Linked DNA regions of Callithrix jacchus: region 1 is linked to region 2. A link is a contact called in public Hi-C data. All regions are on one chromosome and are shown on one strand. The core of a region is the stretch at or near the end of the contact, and the rest is flanking DNA. Distances in the headings are between cores, read along the strand shown. Region 1 has its middle 34 kb from the start of PLEKHG6. Region 2 overlaps VWF (von Willebrand factor).

Region 1 (6,650 bases), core at 473-2,972, 210 kb before region 2:
CTCTGCAAACCTATTGAGCCCCAGGAGCTGGCCAGGCTAGGAGCTGGAGACACGGGGTGAGCAAAAACATAAGGAGTTCACGTCCCAGCAGGAGGGGTTGTTTAGGTCTGCTGTTGGTGCAAAGCTGTCAGAAGGTGCAGAGTTACTCAGGGGTGCTGGAATTGGGATGCGGAGTGAGTTCAGAGAGTGAGTCACTCTTGCTGCTTAGGGGTGGGGAAAGGTGGAGTGGCAGTGGCGGGAAATGGGAAAAGGCTGGGACTTGATGTTTGAGGACGGGGGCTGTGTGGTCTTGAGCAAATCATGTGTTTTTCCTGTCCCTGACTTGGAAATCAGGGAAGAATCCCTCATTCCCCACATCGTGGTGGAATTCATTGAATGTGTTGCCCAAATAACGAATACGCAAATGATCCTTATGCCATTCCTTAGGTAGCAGCACCCCCCTCCCCACCCCACGGTAGGTGTATTAAATACAGGACTACATGTCAAAGGCCCAGCACAGGGGTAGGTGGCACCGGGTAAGTGCTGGGCACCCTCGTTAGTCCAGTCTCCGTTCAACGCCAGTGAATTTGCTGCCACTGCAGGACCCCGCTCCCGCCGGGAAGGAGAAATGCCCCAGGCAGAGGGCTGCAGTCAGGGTGCTGGGGCCAGCCATGGATCTGCCAGGCACTCACATTCAGGACCTTAGTCCGATGAGGATGACAGTGGAGCAGGAAGTCCCCCCATTGAGGAAGGATTTCTGGCTGCTTCCTTCTCCCTTGCCCTCCAGAGCTCTCACCCCTCCATTCATCTCGTACATTTCTATTGAGGGGCTACTGTGGGCAAAAGGGGCTTACAAGTCGGGATGCGGTGGAAAGCAAGACAGAGGGGCATCTCCGGTCTCTCCTCTTGTGGGCTGGGTGGGTAGATGGGCTATCCCGGCTTCCAGTCTCCACTTGGCCTTGGCTTGGGATACCAGGAGGGGGCCCAGAAACTCATTTTTTAAAAGGAGAAGTGGGTGTGGGGGCAGTGGCTCATGCCTATAATCCCAGTGGTTTGGGAGCTGAGAGAGAGGGATGGGCTAAGGCCAGAAGTTCGAGACCAGCCTGGGCAACACCAGAAGACCTGGTCTCTACAAAAAAAAGAAACAATTAGCCGGATGTGGTGGGTGGTGCGCGCCTGTGGTTCCGGCTGCCCAGGAGGCTGAGGTGGGAGGATTGCTTGAGCCTGGGACGTGGAGGTTGCAGTGAGCCCAGATCGCGCCACTGCACTCCAGCCTGGGCGACAGAGCGAGACCTCATTAACTACCAGAAGATGGAAAAATACTCCAATGCGCCCCACTTATCCTTCCTGGATTCCCGGGTTGCCGCCGATTGCTGCCTTCTCGCCGGAGCTCAAAGCCGAGGAGGGCGCGTGCGGGGCGGGGCGGGGCGGGGCGGGGCACCCTGGCTGCACGTCCGCGAGTGGCCGCGAGGGGGCGCGACAGGCCGGGGCCGCCAGCCGGGATGCGGATGCGTCAGGGCGGCTCGAGGATGATTCAGCCTCCCCGGGTTTACCGCGCCCCCTCCGTGCTCGCTTCCCTGCCCGGCCGCGCCCTGGCCGCCGGCTCGCCCTGACCCTCGGGAATCCCAGGCTGTGCACCTCCCTGCGCCCTCACAAGGGTTCCCCTGACGCCAGGAGTCCCGCGCCTCCGGAGATCACAGGCAGGGCGCGCGGGTCTGGGCCGGGTGCGTCCCGCGGGCCCTCCCATCGCGCCTTTCCCGGGGCCGGGCGTGGCTTCCCTCCAGAGCGGGTTTCGGGGCCCGCCCCGGCGCTGCCGGGATCCGAGGGACAGCTCTGCCAAGGCCGGGCCGTGGGCGGCCGCCGCGGGGGAATCGTGCCCCCTGCCAAAAAGCAGGGGGAGAAAGCCCGCTCTGTTCCTTGGGTGCGCCCCGGTATTTTTGCCTCTTCTCAGAGCAAATCAGGAAAAAATAGGGACTCCTGGGTGGGTCACCGTTTGGCAGGTTGAAGAAGGTGTCCTGACAGGACCTGGCTCAGAATCCTAGTGTGTTAAAGTTGCAGAAACCTCGCCAAACCTGGGCCACCGGCCTCACCTGGGAGATCCCGCCCAGGGGGGCAGGGACTCTCCACAAGTCCCAGAACTCCTGGGCGTGGGTGGGCCTCCCACTCACAAAGTGCATGCAAAGTGCCTAGAATAGTGCCTGGCGTGTAGTCAGCCCTGCGCTAACACTGCATTTTATAGATACGGGTCACCCTGAGCAACAATCAGGGCTTTCAACTGCGAGAGTACGATTATTCCAGAATTTTCTGCCGTCTCTGGGACAGCAAGACCAACCCTCCTCTCCCTCCTCAGCCTTCGTGGCCGATCTACTGCCATTTATGAATAGTAAAGATACTTTCTGTTTCTCGTGATTTCCTAGTAACATGTTCTTTTCTCTACTTTCCCTTATTGTAAGAATACAGTATATAATACACATAACAGAAAATGCGCGTTTACCCAGTGTTTATGTTATCTGTAAGCCTTCCAGTCAACAGTAGGCGCTTTCTTGGTAGTTAAGTTTCGGGGGAGTCAAAACTTATACTGAGGTGTGGGAACCTGTAGTCCCAGCTACGCAGAGGGCTGAGGTTGGAGGATTGCTTGAGTACCAGAGTCTAAGACCCGACTGGGCAGCAGCGAGAACACTGTTATTGAAAAAAAAAAAAATTATGAGGCCGGGAGTGGTGGATCACGCTTGTAATGCCAGCACATTGGGAGACCAAGGCGGGCGGATCACGAGGTCAGGAGTTCGGGACCAGCCTGGCCAACATGGTGAAACCCCATCTTTACTAAAAATACAAAAATTAGCTGAACATGGTGGTGCATGCCTGTAATCCCAGCTACTCGGGAGGCTGAAGCAGGAGAATCACTTGAACCCAGGAGGCAGATGTTGCAGTGAGCCGAGATTGCGCCACTGCACTCCAGCCTGGGTGACAGAGCAAGACTCTTGTCTCAAAAGTCAAAAAAAAAAAGAGAGAAAAAAATTATTTTTGACTACTTGAGGATTGGTGCCTCAACAGACGCATGTATTGTTCAATCAACTGTATTATTTTATGTGTATAATTTAAGGTATATAATTATATCTGTATATGCAAATTTATATAAACATACATGCATATTTATATATCTATGCCTACCAGCTAATCTTTTTTTTTTTTAATTTTTTTTTTTTTTTTGAGATGGAGTTTCACTCTTGTTACCCAGGCTGGAGTGCAATGGTGCGATCTCGGCTCACCGCAACCTCCGCCTCCTGGGTTCAGGCAATTCTCCTGCCTCAGCCTCCCGAGTAGCTGGGATTACAGGCACGTGCCACCATGCCCAGCTAATTTTTTGTATCTTTAATAGAGACAGGGTTTCACCAGAGGGTTTCATCCTGGAGATTGACCAGGATGGTCTCGATCTCTTGACCTCGTGATCCACCCGCCTTGGCCTCCCAAAGTGCTGGGATTACAGGTGTGAGCCACCGTGCCCGGCCTGCCAGCTAATCTCTATGTGTGCCCGGTATTGTTCCAAGGGCTCCTCGGGTATTAATGATCTCATTTGATTTTCACAACCACACAAGGCCATAAGTCCTGTTATTCATCTCCATATGGTAGCTGAGGAAACAGAAGCTCAGAGAAGCGAGGTAACTTTTGCAAGAGCACACAGCTAGGAAATACGGGCAGGAGTTAACCCCTGACTCCCTAACTTTAGGGGCCGTGTTCAGATATTGGTGGAGTCTGTTAACATACTTACTCTCGGCTGGGCTCGGCTCACGGCTAATCCCAGCACTTTGGGAGGCCGAGGCGGGTGGATCACGAGGTCAAGAGATCGAGACGATCCTGGTCAACAAAGTGAAACACCGTCTCTACTAAAAATACAAAAATTAGCTGGGCGTGGTGGCACGCGCCTGTAGTCCCAGCTACTCGGGAGGCTGAAGTAGGAGAATTCCTTGAACCCAGGAGGCGGAGGTTGCGGTGAGCCGAGATCGCGCCATTGCACTCCAGCCTGGGTAACAAGAGCGAAGCTCCATCTCAAGAAAAAAAAAAAAAACATACTTACTATCCTAGGTTTGGCCCTTCACAGTGTCTGGAGATCAAAGTGTTAAACTCAGCCCTGGGAGGAGGAGCCACTTTCCTTATGGAAATCTGCTGCCCTTGCTAGCTCTGCTCCTGTCCCCAGAGGACCAAGCTTTCTAGTTGTCCCCAGGTGCCAAAGGGCCAGAAGAGAATCTCTGGCCACGCTTTTCTCCTTGTTAGCTCTCCCTAGGGCCCCAGAACCTGGCTTCTGGCTCCCACTGTTCCCCTTTCTGGTTTTGTAGGTGACACTTGCTGCTTTGGGTGAATTACCTTTAGCAAGGTTTCCCAAATACCTGTGAGCAGAGTGGGGCTGACTTGGGGTTCATTAGAATGTCTTAAGACACATTCAACACGCAGATTCCCCAGCCCCTTTGAGAGCACTGGTTCTGCACCTTGACTGCACGTGGATACAGTGGACTTAAAGGGAATGGTCTTGCCTGAGCCCTCCCGAGAGATTCCGATTGGGTAGATCGGCGCTTCTGCCTGGGCATCAGGATTTCAGCGAGCTAGGTGGAGGTGGCCTAGGAACCTGTACTTGGAAGAAACGACTCCTGCGTTTTCCTGAGCAGCTGTGTTTGCAGCCTTCAGGGTGGACTTCCTTTCTTCTCACTGGTAAAGAGTGCCCAGGATTTTCCCACCAAGGCGCTTTTGGAGTTAGAAGTTAGAGGTGAGTGCTGCTTTCGGAGTCTTGTCCCTTCTCAGCCTCTGCTGGCCCCTGCCTCAGTTTACTGGATTTGTCTCCTTACCAGGTACCAGTATTCCCCCCCTCCCAGTGGGGTTCATTACTCACAGGTTCTGGGCAGAGTGGCCCCTCCTCTGAGCTTTTCTCCTGGAGTTGGACTCAAGCTCTGAGGGCTCCGAGCAGCCATACTGGCAGCCTGGGGGCTCTCGTGAGCTCTCACGTCTGTCTGCCTCCCTGTGTGAGCTGGAGGGAGGGATTGCATTTCCCCTCTTCTGGGGCAAGGTGTTTCTCCTTGTCTTTCAGTATTGCATTCCACCCTGGAGTAAACATTTGGTCTGGTATCTCCCAGCTTCATAGCATTGATTACTATTTTTTTGAAACAGAGTGTCGCCCTGTTGCACAGGCTGGAGTGTGGCGATGAGACCTCAGCTCACTGCAACCTCCGCCTCCCAGGTTCAAGTGATTCTCGTGCCTCAGCTTCCCGAGTAGCTGGGATTACAGGCATGTGTCACCACACCCAGCTAATTCTTGCATTGTTGGTAGAGACTGGGTTTCATCGTTTTGGCCAGGCTGGTCTCAAACTCCTGGCCTCAAGTTATCCCACCTGCCTTGGCGTCCCAAAGTGCTGGGATTATAGGTGGAAACCACCACACCTGGCCTGATAGGCTTTTTTGGTTCTTCTTTGGACACTAGGTGTTTCTCCTGGGTTCCAGGTGTTAAGCTAGGAGTCTGGGGACCTGTGTTCTGGACTAACTGTGTGCCCCGGGGCATGCCATTGACCCTCTTTGACCCTCAATTCCCTCACCTGTTAAATGGGTACCTCATGAGATTGCTGTGTGGTCCAAATAACACAGCCTGCAAAGATGTGCTTTGGTGACTGTGAGTGACACCACTGTGATCCTGAAAGACCTTTCTCTTGCCTAGTTGGCAGAGTGAGGGGTAATTGCCCTTTTCAGGAAAGCCTGAAGATGTCAGCGGCTGATATTAAAGTCCCTAACAATGAGAGATTCTAGAATCCTGCCTCTGCTTCCCATTGAATCCGAGTGTACGCACTGAGTGCCTGCTGTATGCGCCCAGCATGGAGCTGGATGTGAGGCGATTCTGGCTGCAGGGCAGTAAGGCAATCCACATAGGAGAATAAGCGTATCACGCTGGGGGAAAACCAGGTGCTCTAAGCAGTGACTGCATTGGGATTTCAGCAGGGTGCAGCCTACATGGCCAGCGATCAAAGACTATGCAGAGGAGGAATCTGAACCAAACAAGCTCAGGGGGACAGGCTGGAATTGGGAAAGAGGGGGGAGGGTGAGGGCAAAGTGGCCCTGAAGGGGGCTGCAGAGCGGGGCTGAGGGGAGGCCTGGGGGAGAGGAGAGTGGCTTGGCTGCTTGCCCTCGCCCTGTTTCTCATAGTAACCGGCCCAGCAGGACTGACCAGCGTCAAAAGCCTGTGTCACAACGAAGTCCCCTGAGTGAGGCTGTGGCCACCTCCCTTCCCACCTTTGTCTTTCTAAGCAAAAAGAAACATCCTTTTTTTTCTTTTTGAGCCGTAGTCTTGCTCTGTCACCAGGCTGGAGTGCAGTGGCACCATCTCGGCTCACCGCAACCTCTGCCTCTTGGGTTCAAGCAATTCCCTTGCCTCAGCCTCCCGAATAGCTGGGACTACAGGCGTGTCCCACCACGCCCGGCTAATTTTTGTATTTTAGTAGAGATGGGGTTTCACCATGTTGACCAGGATGGTCTTGATCTCCTGACTTCGTGATCTGCCCACCTCAGCCTCCCAAAGTGCTAGGATTACAGGCGTGAGCCACTGTGCCCGGCCCAGGTACATCCTTCTTCTAGGAGCCCCTCCTGGAGGGAGACCTGGTGCCCTGTCTCTTTAGAATTTGCGGCTCCCTGGTAGC
Region 2 (6,927 bases), core at 766-3,265:
CCTCATAGGAGCAATCAATGAGATGGCTTCCACAGAGCACTTGGAAATGCATCTAATACCAGGCACTGTGGCTCACACCTGTAATCCCAGCCCTTTGGGAGGCTGAGTGGACAGATTGCTTGAGCCCGGGAGTTGGATACCAGCCTGGGCAACATGGTGAAACCCCATGTCTGCAAAACTTGGAAACATTAGCCAGGTGTAGCGGTGTGTGTCTGTAGTCCCAGGCACTTGGGAGGTTGAGATGGGAGGATCACTTGAGCCTGGGAGATTGAGGCTGCAATGAACTGTGATGGCACCATTACACTGCAGCCTGGGAGACAGTGAGACCTTGTTGCAAAACAAACAGAACAAGAAGAAGAAGAAGAGGAGGAGGAGGAAGAAAAAACCAAAATGCAACTTTGGCAGGTACGGCAGCCTGCACCGGTAATCCCAGAGCTTTGGAAGGCCAAGGCAGGTGAATGATTTGAAGTCAGAAGTTTGAGACTAACCTGGCCAACAAGCTGAAACCCTGCCCATACTTACCACCCCCACAAAAGTTAGCTGGGCACGGTGGTGCACGCCTGCAATCTCAGTTACTCGGGAAGCTGAGGCAGGAGAATCACGAGAGGCCGAAGGCAGAGGCTTCAGTGAGCCGAGATGGCACCACTGCACTCCAGCCTCAGCGACAGAGTGAGACTCTGTCTCAGGAAAAAAAAAAAAGAAGAAGAAAAAGGAAATACATCTTGCACATTTGGTAGAGATTATGTTGCAGGCTTTGGTGACAATTTGCGTCTGGTGGAAGTCTGAGTCGCTTTGCTAAAGGCCGGAGGGTTGGCATTTCTGCAGGGAAGGCTTTGGGAGGTGAAGGGTTGTGAGGCTGGGGAAACAAATGGCCCTGAGCAGAGCAGTGGCATCTGGGGCTCACTACTGCAGACTAAAGGGTTTGTTCAGAAGCGGTAATGCACTTCCACCAGATGAGAGATTCCCTTTTGTGTTTTCATGATGGAGGATCTTTATTTACATAGAAGTGGATCTGCGTTAACTTCCAGATGTTTTTTAATGCTATTTTAGGAATCACCTGCCTTTCATTCGTTCACCAAACTTTTAGTGCCCATCTCTGTGTAGTGGTGGGCCCGCTGTTCATCGGGGGCCGCCTGTTGCTGACTGATAGGGAATTTCCAAGTGTCCCATCCTGGGCAGAGGATGGGTGAGCCTGGCTGCGTGGCCCATAGTTCTGGCTGACATTCTGGCTCCCGTGGCTAACTCCTACCTGGCAGCTCACCCATCCGTTTTCCTGTGTTTGTGGCTCTGTTCCTCAATTGTACCGAGGAGATAAGCTAAATACAATATTTAGACTTCTGATTCCCGAGAAAGCTGGGAACACAAGTCAGTGAGGGTCAGCGAAGGAAACGAGATGAGAGGATTAGATGCTGGTCCTGAAAGTTTTCCTTTCGAATATTTGCATGTTTCTCATTGACCCTTCTTTTCCTGGGTATTGTTAGATATAGCAGAAGTCAGTTTGCTTGCTTAGATAAGAGTGCTCTTGAGAAAACAGGGAAAGGTTGGGGGAAGAATTCACACCCATTTTTACTGCACTGTGTCCAAGACATTTGACACAAATGACCATCTTACGCTGTTTGTAGAATGACGATACTTTCTGAAAAATGGTCCGTTCAAGAAGGCTTTCCCGAGACCTCACTGGACCTGAAATTCCAGCACAACCAAAATGGGATGGGATGATCCCAGCCCCTCTCTTGTGGCCTGTTCTGCTCTGACCTCCATGAACAGTCACCCCTCACTGTCACCCTTCTCGAGAGGGCAATGGGGAAGGTGGCTCATGCTGAAGGGAGTGATCTGGGGCCTCTCCACATTCTCCTAATTTCTGCTGGGCTAGATGTGCCCTCCTGGAGGGGGTGTGCTGCACCGGGGACCAGGCAGAGGGACATGTGCATCCTGGGGCACTCATCCTTAGTCCTGCCTTCACACACATCCCAAAGACAGGCCCACGCCTCGGTCCAAGCCTACACAGTCTAGCCTGGCCCCTGGCCGGGCCTGTCAGCGCACATGCGGGTATGAAGTGCCAGGCAGTGGGGGCCTGTGGAGCTTGTCCTTGACAGACGGACAGCTAGAATCTCTCCGTGCCTTTTGGGGACCCCTTGGCTGTGTGACAGGGCCTAGCATCAGCCCGGGAGCTGGGCCCACATGCGACTGCCTGTAGGACCCTCTTAGGTTTCTCTCTCTAGCATTGGTCTAGCATCTGTTCCCTGAAGGGGGAAACTCAGGTGGAGGCTGGGGTAGTGCCATGGAGAGCCACGCCTCCGCCATTGTGAGGGCCCCCGGGGAAGCCCTGTACACTCTATTTATCCTCATCTTTGCTTCAGTCCTTAGAGAAAGGAACTCACACACGCCCCCTAGTGTGGCTGGGTGGGCAGAGTCTTCCTCCTTTACCAAATGGCAATGGTTTATATATATCCATATTTCTTTTTCTGTGGAGTAGGTAGCAAAGATGAGAGCAGGTGTAGGAAATAGATAGGGGAGGTGGGGAAGGGATCCGATGCCCTTTTCAGCTTTCATGGGTCCCTGTTTGGCCCTAAAGATGGGATTGCCTCAAGCCAGGGCAGGTTGATGGAGAATCACTGGAGCCATTGGCAGAGGCCTCCCCCTGCCAGGACACCGTCCAGGCTGTGTGATCTCAGGTTGGAGGTACATCAGGCCAGAAGTATGGGGCCTAGGCTAGGGCCTGGGAGAGGCGGAGTAGGAATTAGCGTGGGGACAGTTGAGGGTTTTGAGTTGCAGGGTGATGAAGGGGAGTCCTAGTCCCCACCCACAGATGTGTCAGCCTGGGCTGGGAAGCTGGCCCCGTCGAGGTCAGCACTGCCTGGGTGGTGGTGAGATCATGGGCAGATGGCCTCCTGGTTCCCCATTGGTCCTGACTGGAGTCACAGTGTGGGCCTGGCCCTCTGAGGACACAGAAAGCAATGGCCTCAGAGTCGCCCCTCTGCTGGGGAGGAGAATGGAGTCCCCATTTTCACTGCTCTCCCACCTCATCCTGTCTCTGGGCTGCCTACTCTGACCCTGGCCTGCAGGGACTCTCAAGGGGTGGCATTGTGTCCCAGAGTCCCTCCACACTCAGGTTCAGAGAACCCCGTGCTATTGGGCAGCATCCCCCTGGCAGGGCACTCCGCTGGCACCAGTCTGAGGCTGGCGCGGCAATGATGCCTGTGGGAAGCATGAAACCCAGGCCAGTGGGCTGCGAGGGAGGAGGGGAGGCTGCAGGGAGCCCAGAAGCAGAAGCGTGGGTTCCCGCGTGGCTCCACCACTGACTGAGTGTGGCTCTGTCACCTTCCTTAGTTGCCCCATCTGTAAAAGGAAGCCTTGACCTGAATGCCCCAGCTCTGACATCTTGCAGTTTTAGGAGCAGGAGCTGAGTCCTCGTGTAGAATTCGTATTTAGACTGGTGTGGTAAAAGGACATCCATGCAGTTTTGGGGAGAGGGTGCCCTGCTTGCATATGCATTCCACCTTGGCCACCCTAGGGGACGTCCCCTCACCTTCCATTCTTCTCCCTTCCTCTGTGTCTCTCCAGGGGAGTGCCTGGTCACAGGTCAATCCCACTTCAAGAGCTTCGACAACAAATACTTCACCTTCAGTGGGATCTGCCAGTACCTGCTGGCCCGGGATTGCCAGGACCACTCCTTCTCCATTGTCATTGAGACAGTGCAGGTGAGCTTTGCCAGGCTGGCGCTGGTCGGGGGGCAGCCCAGGGTGCTGCATAGCTGCTAGGCTGACAGGGCAGCCCCTGGAAGACATGGAATGTTGCTCTCTCTGCAGGTGGGAGGCCTCTTCTTCCAGACTTCAGTTATCCCCTCATTCATCCGGAAACCCAGCCCATCCCCTCTCTCCCTAGATGCTTTGGGAAGGCATCCTGCCCTGCCAATAATGCCTACTCAGGGCCGGCTCAGCTCCCCACCCAGGGGAAGTATCCTCTTCGGGTCTAGCCTGTTGCCTCCATAACTAACCCTCTGATGTTTGGAGCTGGGGGTGGCTGGGGTGAGAGCAGAGGGCCTGACTTCTGCTCTGAACTCCATGGTGCATGTGTGGGCTCCTTTCTCTAGGGGTGGAAGCAAAGATGAGGACAAATAGAGTGCACAGGGCTTCCCCTGAAGATCAAAGGCCCTGATTCCCTTTGAACGATAGGGCCGAGGAACACGATGAAGCAGAGGCCCATGGTTCTTTAAAAAAGACCAGGCCGGGCTGGGAAAAGATGCAGGCACAGATGTGCTCAGTGCCCTCCTGCTGCACAACTCTAGGGGGCCCCATTCACATGGAATATTCTGGGAGAATGGGGTTGTAGGCTATGAGAAGGCCAGAGGCTCTCTGGGGTCAGGGACCTTCTCTGATTAAAAGGGTCCTGGGCTGAGGTGCTGGACAGGCAGGGGCTGTAGCAAAGTCACCCTGTGTTCCCTCTTGGCAGTGTGCTGATGACCCCGATGCTGTGTGTACCCGCTCTGTCACCATCCGGCTGCCTGGCCTGCACAACAGCCTTGTGAAGCTGAAGCATGGGGGCGGAGTTGCCATGGATGGCCAGGACGTCCAGCTCCCCCTCCTGAAAGGTGTGCTTCGTCCTGCTCCACCATGCCTGGGGCTGGCCAGGCGCATCCCTTAGCACCCTTCTCCTCAGCCCTGGCCACTGTCCCTAGGGACCTGCACGCCTCTTCTGTGGGAATGTGATGGGGAATTGCCTTTGGAAAGCAGGGTGGGGTGCTTGGCATGCATCCCTGCAAGAAAGGAAGGCTTCCTGGAGGAGAAAGACTAGAGAAGAAAGCCTGTAGATGAAGATGTTGCTCTAGGCCTGGGACAGAGTGTGGCTGGGAAAAGGGAACCAAGAGGGTTTTTATTTGGCTTGAACCAAAGGGGCGAGTTGAGTCTTGGGCAGGCGGTTCTGGTTTGCTCTGGGGTGGGAAAGGGTCAGAGGCTGATGCTGAGATCGGGGGTGACTGGTGAAGTCACATCAGAGGATGCCACTTGGGGCAAGGCCAGGTGACCCTCTGGCCTGTCTAGTGGTAGCAAAAAACCTACCTGTCCAGCATCTTCACCCAGGTTGCCCTGTGCCTGCCAAAGCAAACCTGCTTTTGCATAGGAAAGCTCCGAAACTTCACGCTCAAAATGGCTCCCACACTCGTCCTTCTCTGCGACTGCTGCCACTTTGTCGCCCACTATCCTAGCATCGCACACAGTGGGTGAACTTGGGCCAGTGGGTACCCAGCACGTCCATGGGTGTCAATGCTGTGTGTGTATCCTAATGAGATATGTTTGTTCCCCCAGAGCAGGGGGGATGCTCCCATCTGTCTCCACCTTCCCACAGAAGCAGCAATTGCTCTGTTCAGTGTTGTACACAGCATTGTGCAGACAGGAGGTGGTGTGCAGTGGCAGAGTGTCCCAGGCATGTTCAGGCGTTGTGGTGTCAATGCGAGACAGATCCCCTTTGCTCCAGGGCACCCACCTAAAGCAGAGGATGCAGGAGCCTCTGCCTCCCTCCTGTGGCAGCAGGGGGAATGGCAGGTCACAGCGCAGGTGCAGAGGCTTCCTGGGGGACCCTAATTGCCCTCTGTCCACCTTGATCACCCTTCTACCTGACACCCCCTTAAACCTCATGGCCACTCCACCTGCCCCTAAGTCATTGCTGTTCATTGCTACCATCCTTTTGAGACACCCCATTTCCCCCCAAATACATCTGCCCCCCACTACCCTGTCCTCTCCCCACCTCTGCCTGAATCCTGTCCTGCTGGATCCCAGGTGACCTCCGCATCCAGCACACAGTGACTACCTCCGTGCACGTCAGCTACGGGGAGGACCTGCAGATGGACTGGGATGGCCGCGGGAGGCTGCTGGTGAAGGTAGGTCCCCCTCATGGGGCATTGGCTCCCTGCAGCCCAACCCTTACAAAGTACCCCTTGTGCCCTGGGCAGAATGGCTTTGTGTGGTGGGAAAAGAATTCCTTTCTCCTCATGGCCTACACCCCCATATCGAGGAACAGGCCTCTCGTTTATGAGGCTGGTGTTTGTTTTCTGGATGCCCCTTCTTGGCCCCAGGGGATCCTCCCTGCTGGGCTCTGCTATCCCAAGGGCCTCTAGACTTGGGTGGGCTCTTGTGGAGTTGGGGAGGGGGCAGGTTTGCTGTCCAATCTCCCTGCTGAAACAAGGTCCGGGAGCAGGCTGTCTTCCGGGGTGCCCACTGTGGGTAGTAAGCGAAGAGCCAGATTGGCACTCCGAGCTGAGAGAAAGCCGAGTTTCCCATCTGCCCGGGAGAGGTTGCACAGGAAACCACCAGATTCCTCCCCTGGGCCCTGGACTCTGCATGTGTGGGCCACTTCTTGTTCTCGGTGGTCCTAGAATCACACTGGATAGCAATCCATACTTTTCCTGGGGCCTCTATCTACGCTGTTTGTCTGGAAATGTCTCAGGCAGGTGGGCAGTGCAGATATTATTACTGGCACTTTATAAATGAGGCAGCCAGGGCCCAGGGAAGTCGAGGGATGGTCCAGCACTCCAGGCTCATCGGATTTCCCACTCTGACCCCCCGCCCTCCTGAATGACCCAGGATGAGCGAGGATTAGCTCTTTGCCTCGTGCCTTTCCCATCAGAACAAAAAGTGGCTCTCAGCTTTTGGCCTTTACACTGTTCAAAATTATTGAGAACCCCAAGATCTTGTAGGAGGATTATATCTATTGATATTTACCAGATTAGAAATTAAATTAGAGACATTTAAAATATGTACTTATTAACTCATTCAAAAATTGTAATAATAAACCCACTACAAGTTAACATAAACATCAATGTTTTGGGAAAAAATAAGTGTTTGCCAGAACCAAAATAAGCAACAGGAATAATACCACTGTAGTACATTTCTGCAAATCTCTTTAATGGCTGGCTTAATGGGAGACAGCTGG

What was found. A called contact is a pair of places that touch in the nucleus more often than the background predicts.
Region 1: a Hi-C map of skeletal muscle shows a contact between it and region 2, with 8 times the contacts expected there. The contact joins two enhancer-like sites. A contact is called at or near these places in 3 of 3 Hi-C or Micro-C datasets (induced pluripotent stem cells and skeletal muscle).

What each region holds. Positions count from the first base shown.
Region 1 is chr9:19,881,488-19,888,137 of calJac240_pri, reverse strand. No RefSeq gene overlaps it. Among named protein-coding and RNA genes, the nearest start is that of PLEKHG6, 34 kb to the left of the region's middle. Within about 2 kb of position 1,722, at least 9 of the 16 cell types and tissues checked have an H3K27ac peak or open chromatin away from gene starts, as enhancers often do.
Region 2 is chr9:19,674,984-19,681,910 of calJac240_pri, reverse strand. VWF (von Willebrand factor) reads left to right here. Exons shown (of 52, transcript XM_009003456.5): 11 at 3,565-3,701; 12 at 4,453-4,591; 13 at 5,775-5,875. Among named protein-coding and RNA genes, the nearest start is that of VWF, 58 kb to the left of the region's middle. Within about 2 kb of position 2,015, at least 4 of the 16 cell types and tissues checked have an H3K27ac peak or open chromatin away from gene starts, as enhancers often do.